Linked DNA regions of Zea mays: regions 1 and 3 are each linked to region 2. The links are chromatin contacts, called in public Hi-C maps. All regions are on one chromosome and are shown on one strand. The core of a region is the stretch at or near the end of the contact, and the rest is flanking DNA. Distances in the headings are between cores, read along the strand shown. Region 1 holds the start of LOC100382875. Region 2 holds the start of LOC100282282 (ran-binding protein 1). Region 3 holds the start of LOC100384528 (Vesicle-associated protein 2-2).

Region 1 (3,901 bases), core at 1,013-3,512, 190 kb before region 2:
CCGTTCAGACTATTTTTATACTTGAGTCTACCCACCTAGAACCTAGTTCCTAGATGCAAGCTAGGCTTCTCGTAGCCTTTCACCACACAAATAGACGGGTCAAAACAAAAGAATGTATACACAATGTATTATTATTTTTGTGGCTTCAGCGTAAACATCAATCCAATTCTTTTCCAGTGGTCAACACACAAGCACAAATGGCAAAACCCAATCCTTGTTTGGAGCAACACCCTATAGTTGGAAGTCCAAAGCTTCTAAAATGAAGGAAAGTAATGAGAGAGAGAGAAAAAACAAATGGTCAAAGCCACTGCACATTGTGGATAAAACCTCAGGCCCTGAGGTACATTGTGGGTAGCAGAATGGGGTGAGCATTAGGTTTTTTTTTTGAAATTTTAGAAGGCCTAATACTCCCGTGTGGACTGACGACATCTGGAAATCTGTGTAAACAAAAGCTGATACCAGATTAGGATGAGTCCTGAAATAAAAATGTGACGTAGTTAGTACGGTAAACGAAGTCTGGTACCATAAGATAAATGACCACAGAGGATAAAATTTGCAGAGACAGAGAGGGGACCAACTTCTCACCTTGTCAGTCTTCACCGCCTGCAAACGCATCAAGAACTCCACAAAAGCTCCACCACGGTGCTGGGGACCTCCGAACGAGCGGCAACCTGCGTGGGCGTGGGCGTGGCGCCCCCTTCCAAATTCAGTTGAAAGTTGAAACATGAGCCCGCGAAAAGCTCTGCTACAATACACCTAGTTCGCACAAAAAATTTTTTTGGCTAGAAGTACATGTCGTTCTGCACTAACCATGGAGACATGATTGTCTCTGTCCTCATCCCCGTCTTGTGCCGTTTCAAGGACTGAAGTCCTCCCCTCTCCGTGAACGTTTCCTTCATCCGCAGAGCCAGCAAGTTCTTCTGCTGTTCGCCAATGGTTGTCGGCAAAATCGCAGACAGCAGACGCAGACGTTGACGCCTCCGCTCGCTTGTTCGGGAAAAGGCCTTCTTGGAGTTCAGTATCTTCATCGCTGTTTGTTTGATGGAACGGAGCGTTTGAAGCCGCTTCGTTTTCAGATATATTTTCACGTACGGAATCATGAGATTCGTCTGAAACACCAACGACCTGCTTTCTGTATCCTTCACTGGAGGCTGCTTCAGGTTCAGCCTGCTTGTTGTTATGCTCAGTAACCGAAGTTTGTGTTTCTTGCCATTCGTCGGTGACATTTCCAGGAACAGTGTCAGCTGATAGTTCTGCTAGGCTCTGTTCTTGTTTGATCTCACTCTCATACTCATCTTCAAGGCCATGAAGGGTTGAATCAGCGGAATACGTTGCCTCCGGAATCACAAAATCAGCCCCAGCACCGTGAACTGGTATTTTTTCTGCTGCAGTATCATGCCTGTCAACGAATTTCCAGATCTCTGTTGAACTCAAATCTGAGACTTCCTTCGTATCTGCAGCAATTACTTCACCAACTGACAGCGCGTCAAGTAATTTGGTTGCGTTACTGAGTGAGATGCTGAACTGCCTGGTGTTGATAACCTCTTCAAGAAAACAATCTATTGGAATGTCCATTAGCAGCAGCTGGTGCTCCTCCTCCTCCGAAGAACCATCCAGCTCGGCAAATGCTTTAGCTTTACACGGCTCAAACACCATCACTTCCTTGACAATCTTCTCATCACTGGCTCGCTCGTCATCGCTGAAACAGATTCCTGTTGAAACCATGGTTGATACGTACCGACGTTCCTCAGAGATTCCATCTCCAGCCTCTCCTATCTCCGTCTTCCCTTCACCAGCACAAACTCCTGAGACGCCAGAACGACCAGCAGCATGCTCCGTGTCCGTCACAGGCATCACAGGTCTCTCCTCCCGTTCGTCTTCTCCGGCGAATCCACTGGCGTCGCCGGCGCGGTCCACGCTACGGCTCCACAGCGACGACGACGCAAGGTAGACCAGGGTGAGCCAGCCGAAGCACACGAGAAAGGCAAGCGCCGCCAAGAAAATCACCGGAAGGATCAGCAGGTACCGTACGGGGGCAACAGCAGGAGGCGAGGATGCCCACACTGCCTGGCGAGGGATGTGGTACTGGTAGTGGACGTGGAAATGGCGGCAGCCTGCCCCTGCCCCTGCCCCTCCTCCGTCCCCCCTGCGCGCCGCTCGGCACGACCGTCTCCTCCTACCACCGCTGCCACTGCCCAAGCTCAAAGCCACGGCGGCCATGGGGCTTGAAGCAGATGGGGAAGAAGGTTGTGTTGTATGGTTGGCCTGTCCTGCTGCTGAGGCTGTGCGCAACGGCAGCCCCTACGCTGCCCCCTCCCCTTGCATGGCGCGTGCAGGGGGCGCTCCACGCGCGCAGCGGTGCCCCTGCACTGCCCCCTAGCCCGCCGTCCTCCTCTCTCTCCCCCTCAATCTGGCGTGTCACTGTTCATCACCCTAAACACTGTGCTGTGGGTCCACGAGTAATTGTTAGTAGATAAAAAATTGATAGTTGGTATAGAAAATGATATTTTATAGGGGTAGTGGGGTATAGGGGGAGTATTTAGGGGGAACCGCTGCGGGAGATGAAAAAATAGGGGGAAAAATATGGGGGAAAAGTGATATAGGGGGAAAAATTTAGAGGTAACGGTTGCGGATAGTCTGATTGCTTGCTTTCGTGCGACGCCAAAGCGGGAGAATTGAACTCGGTAAAGGCAGGCAGACGGCGTCCTTTCGTGTCTGATTATGCGATGGTTTGAAATTTTTGGGTGTCAGGGTCGTGCAATGCAAGTGCAGGTGAAGGCGGGGCCCACCAGGAAGTGTTCGAGATGTTTACCGGTGTCTATTACAAGATTTATGAATCGGATCAAATTAAAATCAGATCATATTTATATTCATTTTTAAATTAAAATTTATTTAGAGTCCTACTATTTTATGAATAAATATTTGGTATCACTTTGCCTTCATGAGACAAGCGAGGTGTCGCAGACTAACAGGTCAGTTCCGTCTTTGGATTAAGACTGCTTCAGCTAATGGTGGGATCTTTGGAATCTTATCGGCCGCAAGAGTGTTCGGAAAGACATGAAGGTGAGGGAATCCATCACTTGGATCACGTCCTAGTGGCGCCAATAATGCAAAGGTGTTTAGCAAAAGTCCGTGGGCGTGTTCGGCTGGCTACAAGCCGACACTGTTGCAGCTGTTTGGACTGCTGCAGCTGCAATCCATAGAGAGAAAAATACTGTAGAAGCCGCAGCCGCAGCCGGATTGCAGCCGCAGCAAGCCGCAGCGAACAAGCTGCGTGATTTATCACCCTGTGTTCACATTCAGAATCGGAAAGTAGGAACATTATCATGATGCCGAATTAGAGCGAATTCGGTGGACAGACTCAAGGGACAGGCCCCAGAGGACAAGAAGTTTGCAGGAATGGTCAGTATACACTAAAAATAGTCTCACGTTGAACGCGATTTCAGGATGCTGTCTAGCAAGAAAATGTTTTGTTGGGTATAAGCGCGGTTCTGGCTCTGAATCTTTGTTTTTTTTAAAAAAAATAACCATATTAATTCCACTAAATTTTCAAAACTCATTCTAGTTTTAGTTTTAAGGGAGTTTGCGTATTTTTAAATAAAGACCATCACAACTTCTTTTACACCTGACGTTCAAGAGGAAGTGAATTAGTCAACTTAATTCACAAATTAAAGGTAACCTACGCAATAAATAAACTATCTATGTGCAACTACGGTTTTAACTAAATGTGTTGCTACGAGTTCTGGATATATCCATTAGCCTAACAACTAATCTGTGAAGATAAAGCACACAACCAAGGTATACAGTACAAATATGAAAAACTAAAGGCGATGGAGATATAAACTCTCGTTGATGAATCTGGTTTTTGTACCGAGATATTGAGAAGAGGGTAAGCAATCTC
Region 2 (3,621 bases), core at 1,070-3,569:
GGCCAGCGGCGACGGCCTCGTGGCTCCTGGCGACGCCCAGCCACGCCTGGCCCTCCCCGGCCAGCTGCCGGAGCCGCTCCTCCAGATCCGCGCCGCGGCGGCGGGCGCGCTCCAGCTCTGCCTCCGCGGCGCGGAGCCGAGCCTCCGCCGCGCGGCCCACGGCCGCGACCACACCCCGCGCGTGCCGCCGCCGAGCCTCCTGGAGCGCCGCGCGCATCCTGTCCGTCTGCAGCGTACGGTGTGGGAAAAAAGGAAGGGAAACGAAACGAAACCCCCCTCCCCCTCCGTTCAAAAGGGAGCCCGTTCTGTTGACGATCTTTTTTTTCCAGAATCAATGCCCTGCATAAGTGCATAGATGGCTGAAGGCTACATCGCGTTATCAGGTAGGAGTATGAGGGAAAATCATGCCCTCGCATCATCAGCACACGAACCAATCTGATCATCAGTAACAAGCGCTGGAGCATGGTCGATTATCCGTCCGTCGAAGACGCAGAGTGAATAAAAAAACAGAACAGAAAAAGGATCCGAGACCATGCCGGTCAGACTCGACGGAAGGCACTACTAGCTTTACGGGGTTGCGCTGGTCCGCGGATCCAGCGAGGAAGAAAGCGGGGGTAGTAGCAAGCATAGGGGAAGGGAAATGCGGTTGGGGTTTTTGCGTGGTACGGTCCGTACCTTGAAAACCGCTTTGCTTTGGTTGGAGCTGTGGTGGAGGAGTCGAGTGCCAAAGCCCTGCTGTTCCAGGAAGGAAGAGGGTGGAATGCGGCGATCGCGCTGCAGCGGAAGCCCTCGCGGCGGAAGGAAGACAGCGTGGTTGGATGGATGTAGTAGTGAACTGCGCTGCCTCTCTTTTATGTCCAGGCCTCTGCACAGCACTACGCCTGCACGGTGAGAACTGAGAAGGGAATGGAAGTGTGGTTGATGAGGAGGGATCGTGAAACTGATTCTGATACGCATAGGTGGTTGTGGTGGGTAGAAAAAACAAATGCTGTTTTTACTGCTCCCAGCCTCCCACAGTCCCTCCCTTACGGCGTTATGCGTGTGCGTCACCGTGGAGTATGTGCGTATCTTTACATACATGTACAGTTACATATATTTACTAAAATGTATATTTATTGTTTGATCGATTGTTGTTTATTTAATTAATTGTATCTCTTCAAATATATAGAGGGAGATTTAGATCCGTTTCTAGACGTTCTCCAACATTTCCCGCGAGATTAGGGGCCTAAACACACGAGGAGACCACGAACTCAGGGCCGTTCCTAAGATTTCAGGGGCCCTAGGCAAAAACTTACATAGAGACCCTTTTAACTCATATATCATTAATCTCCATAGCACATAATGTGTGATCTCGCAAAGTGAATTTCAAAATCTTTAATTCAGAAATCAGATCAAGTACCTCAACATCAGATGAACCATCGTGAGAGAAAATGTCTGCAAATTTAGTGCAACACTCTTCAAGTTCATTGTCATTTAATGACTACAGGGTACTTGAACTCAATAGAAATCCGAATACATCTGACGCGTGGGTGCGGCGCCACCCGGCGCTTGTCCGGCTCACGGGCAAGCACCCCTTCAACTTAGAGCCTTTGGTGTCGTGGCTGATGGCGCACGACTTCATCACCCCGGCACCGCACCACTACCACTACTAGAAAAATGTCGGCTAGAAACCGACGTTCTTACTTTAATAGATCAACGTTCTTATGTTAAGAATATCGGCTTACCGACATACTTAACCGACATACGTGGTGGTGGGGCTCGTGACTCTCGTGAGACGCCCCGCCAAACTGACCATGGAGCAGCTGGTGACGGAGTTCGAGGCCTTGGAACTCCCCGTGACGCTGGTATGCGTGGCCAACCAACACAAGGAGCATAACAGGGTGTGCCAGAAAGTGAGCTTGAACTGGCCTCAGTGCCATCTCCACGTCCATGCAGTGCGACACGCGCCTCTGCGACATGCTGTGTCACTACGGCGTCATGGGCGCCACGGACGACGTCGTCAATGTGTGCTTCAATACTGATTCTTTAGAAATACTAAAATATTTATAATTTGGAACAGTCTTACCACATGGATTTAACATATCATAGTGATGTTTGTATTTCTGTATCTATGTTTTATACTAAATTTTAACTCCCGTGGCAACGCACGGGCATCCACCTAGTTTTATTATAAAAACCATAATCAAGGGCGTACACTCTACTGATTTTTTTGGTGTTCGGAAGTGACAGGCTACGCGAGGGTTTGCAAATTGCAAGTTCCAACCGCGTGCACGACAGTGGGCACGCCGCACATGGGGCCCCACTCTCTGAAAGTGACCTATCCTCGCTGGCTATACGTCTCCCCTCCGCGCACAAAAACCCTAGCACGCAGGCGCAGCCAGGCCTGCACCCAAAGCTTCCGGAGAATTCCTCCCTTGCCCCGCCGTCGCATCCTCTTCGAAGTTCGAATCGAATCGCGCCGCGATCACCCACCTCATGGCGGACAAGGAGCCTGTCGTGGAGCGGCCAGAGGCGGGTGAGGAGGAGGAGGACGCCTCAGCCGCCGCCGCCGCGGGGGAGGAGGAGGACACGGGCGCCCAGGTGGCTCCCATCGTGCGGCTTGAGGAGGTAGCCGTCACCACCGGCGAGGAGGACGAGGACGTCCTGCTCGACATGTGAGGCGCCCTCCCTCCCCATGTACTTGTTCATTGCTGCGCGCGGTTGGCCGCCCCCGCTCGATTTAGTGCTGATTCGGGTTTTGCAGGAAGGCGAAGCTGTACCGATTCGACAAAGACGGTAACCAATGGAAGGAACGGGGCACGGGCGCTGTCAAGCTTCTCAAGCACAAGCAGACCGGCAAGGTCCGCCTAGTCATGCGCCAGGCTAAAACGCTTAAGATCTGCGCGAACCACCTCGGTATCCCTTCCTCTCTACTTGAAATTCGCCGTCACAATTTATTTAATCGAGCTTTTGGTTGATCCCAAAGAGTAGGATTCTTATTCCGCGCTGTGTATGCAGTGGCCTCCACCACGAAGATGCAGGAGCATGCGGGCAGCGACAAGTCGTGTGTTTGGCACGCTGCTGACTTTGCCGATGGCGAACTTAAGGAGGAGATGTTTGCCATCAGGTTTGGTTCGGTAGAAAGTGAGTCCTCTACCTCGTTTACCCGGTTGTTAAGCCCGAAGTATCTGTCTGATACCAAATGGTTCAACTTCATAATCTCAGTGTTCTAAAATAAAATTTCAAGGGCCTTTTTTGTTTGAGCCCAGGCATCCAATTTTGGTGGCCTGGGGTTGACATTGCTGCCTGGGAAGCTTCCAACCAAATCCAAAAGTAGGTTTGCCTGGAACTACTAGATGGCTTGCCCTTTACGATACTGTAATACTGTAAAATGACCAAACAAATAGGTTTTGAAGAGTTTAAGGTCTTTATTTTGTTGATTAATCGTTTTAATGGTTCAAGTTTGTTCCACCGAGTGATGCTGAAGAAGCCATTTTAGGAACGAAATTGCCTTCATTGTTTGGTTTTGGTTTTCCGCAACTAATCGAATGTGGCCAAAGGACAGATGCTTGATTTTCTGGCTTCAATGCATAATAAGATGGTGAATTCTTGTGTTGTAAATAGTAAGTCCTAATACACGTG
Region 3 (3,911 bases), core at 247-2,746, 240 kb before region 2:
ACATGTTACACAAATAAGGTACAAACTGCAAAACAAAATTTCAAGTTAAGAAAATTGTCTCATTTGCATGGTACAAACAATGTAAGATATATTCTGGTTCAACCCTCCAAAGGTGCAGATGAAACATACTGTTCCAACAACTAATGAAGAAATATGGATTCCATGATTCCTCAAACCTTTGAAAGGCAGATTGTAGTCTGTTACCAACCAAGCACGGAACACCTTAGCAGTTTCCGTTTAATTAGTCCACTCTCAACACAAAGTAGTTTGTTCTCGTTGGATAAAACTGTAGGATTTTGTTTGTGAAATACATGATCACTGACTCATTAGTGCCTTGCACAACTTCACACAATCACAGGCACAATCTGCTTCTGTGTAGTATAATTACAGAAACAAACTCAGATCTGTCCTATTTCGACAAAGGTCCCTGGACCAAACCTACATGGTACAGAACAAGTCAGGTTGTTTGTTAGCTCGCTGAATCTCCTTCGTCACTTGAAAGTTCAAACAAACTGGTGTGTTTCACCTATTCTGCATCCTTACGCATATAACACACACAGCACCATATGTGGCATACCATGTTTTATTGACTCTTTTCCACGTCATCACAAGTGGCAAGAAAACAATCAGGGAATCTAGAATATCACTGCTGCAACCAATTCAACAAATGTGCATGTGCATATACATCAACAAGATATGCCACATTCCCACATGCCAAATTTCAGAGCCATTGACAGAAGGACAGCACACGAACTTTGTTGACACCCCAACTACTAAACCACACTAGCACACATGTTGACTGGAGAACAGATGGATCCGGATGAAAGTACAAATAATGTTATGTAAGTGCTAATGCCAAGGTTGGTCCTTAAATTTGTTGGCACAAACCTCACGCAATCGCAAGTATTAAGATCATCTTGACCGTCGTACATCCTAAGGTGCAAATCGAAATCGAAGCATGGAAAGTTAAACCCTGGCGCAAACACGCTGACCCACCCGTCAAAAAACCCAATCTGACCCAAGCATTGCAGCGTCATGAGAAATCGACCGAAAACTAACGCGCCAGCGGATAATCACAGACCCGCCCACGATCAGACGCCAATGCATCAGGCAAATCAACCCGACAGGTCAGGGATGGATCGTGGCGACTGAATTATTGAACTCGAACCTTCATTGGCCTGAAGAGGATTGATTAGGGAACGAGAAGAAGGGCACGTACCGAGAAAGCGGAGCTCGCGGGGGTGGATCTCGACGAGCATGTCCTCGCTGCCCATCGCCACCTCCCCGGGCCGACCGCGGTTAGCTAGAGAGTAGAGGACGGACACGGAGAGATCGAAGCAGTTGCTCTGCGTGCGAGCGCGTGTCGTGCGTGCCTGTCTCGGAAAGGAACAGAGAAAGTAGTGGACTGGGACTGGAGGGGGATGCCGCCACTCCGGCGCCTCAACTCCGAGTCCCCCGTCAGCGCCTCCCTGAGACGCCCGACGGTTTCGGGCCTTCGGCGGCCGCCGAAATGTAGGCTAGTGAGATGGCAACGTGATCGATGTCCAATTTTTTCGCCAGAAATTTCTCTACTAGAGCTCCAACCATATCTCAAACGGGTATCTCAAATTAAAATATAGAGCAATACAGAAAAAATTACTATAAAAACATCTCCAAAAGACACTTTATTTTTGGCTCTCTATTTGACTCTATATTTACCTTTTCATAAAGATTATACTATATATGTAGCATCTACACTCCAACAGATTATCTACCTAGTTTGACTAGACAGGTGGCTAGCTAAATTTGGCTAGTGATGAAACCAATTTAGAGAGACGGATAGTTTGACGAGTCAGATAGCTAGTATGTTGGAGATTTATTTTGCTATTGAATAGATTAAATTTAGTTTGGCGAGCCATTTAGCTAGTCTGTTGAAGATGCTCTAACAGTGTCATATTTTATAAAATTAGTCAAAAAATTATAAGGCTCCCTCTCAAGTGTTTCTCATTCTCCCCTCTACGCACAGCTCATTCTCATTCCCCTCAAGCAAATACAAGCAGTAGATACCGCTACACCACATGTGTGTTTGTGTCTACATATATGATAGAAAAACATCTACTATATCTCTCTCCAAGCTCACCTGCTACTATTGTACAATGCGTAGTAGTAGATAAGTATCACCGAGATTCTTGAATTATATTTTTGAATTGAGGGTTACTGTATTTAAAGAAGAGCACTGCATACAATTTCTTTTGTTTGAATAATGTTTCCGACTTAAATTCTTTTTTGCATGCGTGGCACTTATTCTCCTTAATATTTTTTCCATGGATCTGACTTTGAGTCATTTTCATAAACCAACATTATGGATGAATCCATGTTTCTTACTTGAAAATCCCGAACAAACACCACTAGCAGGAGGCGCTCATGTTGGCGTCGCTCATCGACGACGAGAAGAAACTTGGCGACTGCCAGTTCGACCTCTGGAAGCAGTCCTACGTGACCGCATGTGTCGCTGTGTATGACAAGCTCCGGCTGTCCAGAGCGACTACAGCATGTTGTCCATCGCCAAGCAGGGGGATCTCATGGTTGTCGCCAACGTCGGCAACTCTCGGGTTGTTCTGGGCACCGCATCCGACGACGGTGTCATCACGCCGTTCAGCTCATCGTCCATCTGAAACCCAACCTGCCACGTAAGTCGCTACTAATCGGCCATGAATTCTTGTGCGCTGGGACGACGACCATTACTGACATTGTGTGAGTGTCCGCGAACATGAAGTATGTAGAGGAGTAGCGCATTAGGTAGTGCAACGGCCAGGTGTACTACCTCGCTGATGAGCCCGGGTGCACTTCATCTGGTAGCCCAGCGAAGAGTCATTGGTACTCGTCATGTCGCGCGTGTTCGATGACTACTATATCAAGGATTATGGCGTCGTCTCGGCAACGAAGGTGACGCGGAAGAGGATCGATAGCAATGAACAGTAATTCTCTTTGCAAACACACACACTTGTCTTTTTTGTTTAAGCAAGCACATATGGTGATGCGTGCCTGATGACTGACGATGTACACGTGAACTTCTTCCAGCAGGTGTGGGACCTGCTCTCCAATGATGAGACCATACAAATCGTGGCATATATCAAAGTCTGCATGATACTGATGGTTGTAATATAGTGGTGAAACAAATATATTAAAATAACAAAATTTATGTATGTCCATGATCACAAATGGATTATGAAACATTTTCTCATAACAATATAACACACATTTTGTATATAAGTTACCGTGATATTATATGTTCTCGTTGCAACGCACGGACACTCACCTAGTAATCTATATTTATGGTTTTACTGTTGGAGCAGAATATTTTGCTGATGCCTTAAATCCTATAAAATATACTCAATTTTTTAAATTATAATGAATTTTGTATGTCACGTTGTTGGAGTTGCTCTAAAATAACGAGGAAGGATACCTATAACAGTTATAGTCTGAGATAGAAACTGATGTTTAGCTCTAGAGACAAGTTTAGTTTATACCAAATTGAAAGTTTGAATACATATTACGGGTATTAAATATAGCACAATTGTGATTGTACCATTTGTTGGTCTTGCAATTATGATTTTATCCTCCGGTTTTCAACTTTGTGATTTTACTCATTTGTTTTAAAAACGAAGCTACTGTTTACCCCTCTCTCAACGTCGATAGTGAAAATCAAAGTTAGTGATTAAAAATGAAAATATGAAAATGATTAGGTGAAAGGTTCAAACTATTCTCCTATTTTGAAAGGTTGCAACCTCAACCGGGTAAAATCATAATTACATAATATAACGAAAGATAAAATTACAATAAATTGCCTTGGGACAAGAGGCAAGGGGCCAGTAAGAGCAGTGGTTGTAAGGATCTTTGTAGCCTGCAATTTAACATGATCGTATAATAGT

The links. Hi-C and Micro-C count contacts between places; a contact is called where the count stands out from the background.
Region 1: a Hi-C map of tassel shows a contact between it and region 2, with 4 times the contacts expected there. The contact joins the promoter of LOC100382875 here to the promoter of LOC100282282 in region 2. A contact is called at or near these places in 5 of 25 Hi-C or Micro-C datasets (bundle sheath, ear, leaf and 1 more).
Region 3: a contact with region 2 is called in a Hi-C map of ear, with 1.5 times the contacts expected there. The contact joins the promoter of LOC100384528 here to the promoter of LOC100282282 in region 2. A contact is called at or near these places in 2 of 25 Hi-C or Micro-C datasets (ear and leaf).

Annotation. Positions count from the first base shown.
Region 1 is chr8:117,862,801-117,866,701 of Zm-B73-REFERENCE-NAM-5.0, forward strand. LOC100382875 reads right to left here and starts at 2,263. Exons shown (of 3, transcript NM_001175567.1): 1 at 811-2,263; 2 at 586-671; 3 at 154-437. The coding sequence starts at 2,220. The coding sequence ends at 615.
Region 2 is chr8:118,049,802-118,053,422 of Zm-B73-REFERENCE-NAM-5.0, forward strand. LOC100282282 (ran-binding protein 1) reads left to right here and starts at 2,320. Exons shown (of 4, transcript NM_001155194.1): 1 at 2,320-2,654; 2 at 2,744-2,895; 3 at 2,998-3,123. The coding sequence starts at 2,476.
Region 3 is chr8:117,807,238-117,811,148 of Zm-B73-REFERENCE-NAM-5.0, forward strand. LOC100384528 (Vesicle-associated protein 2-2) reads right to left here and starts at 1,497. Exons shown (of 8, transcript NM_001177046.1): 1 at 1,220-1,497. The coding sequence starts at 1,274.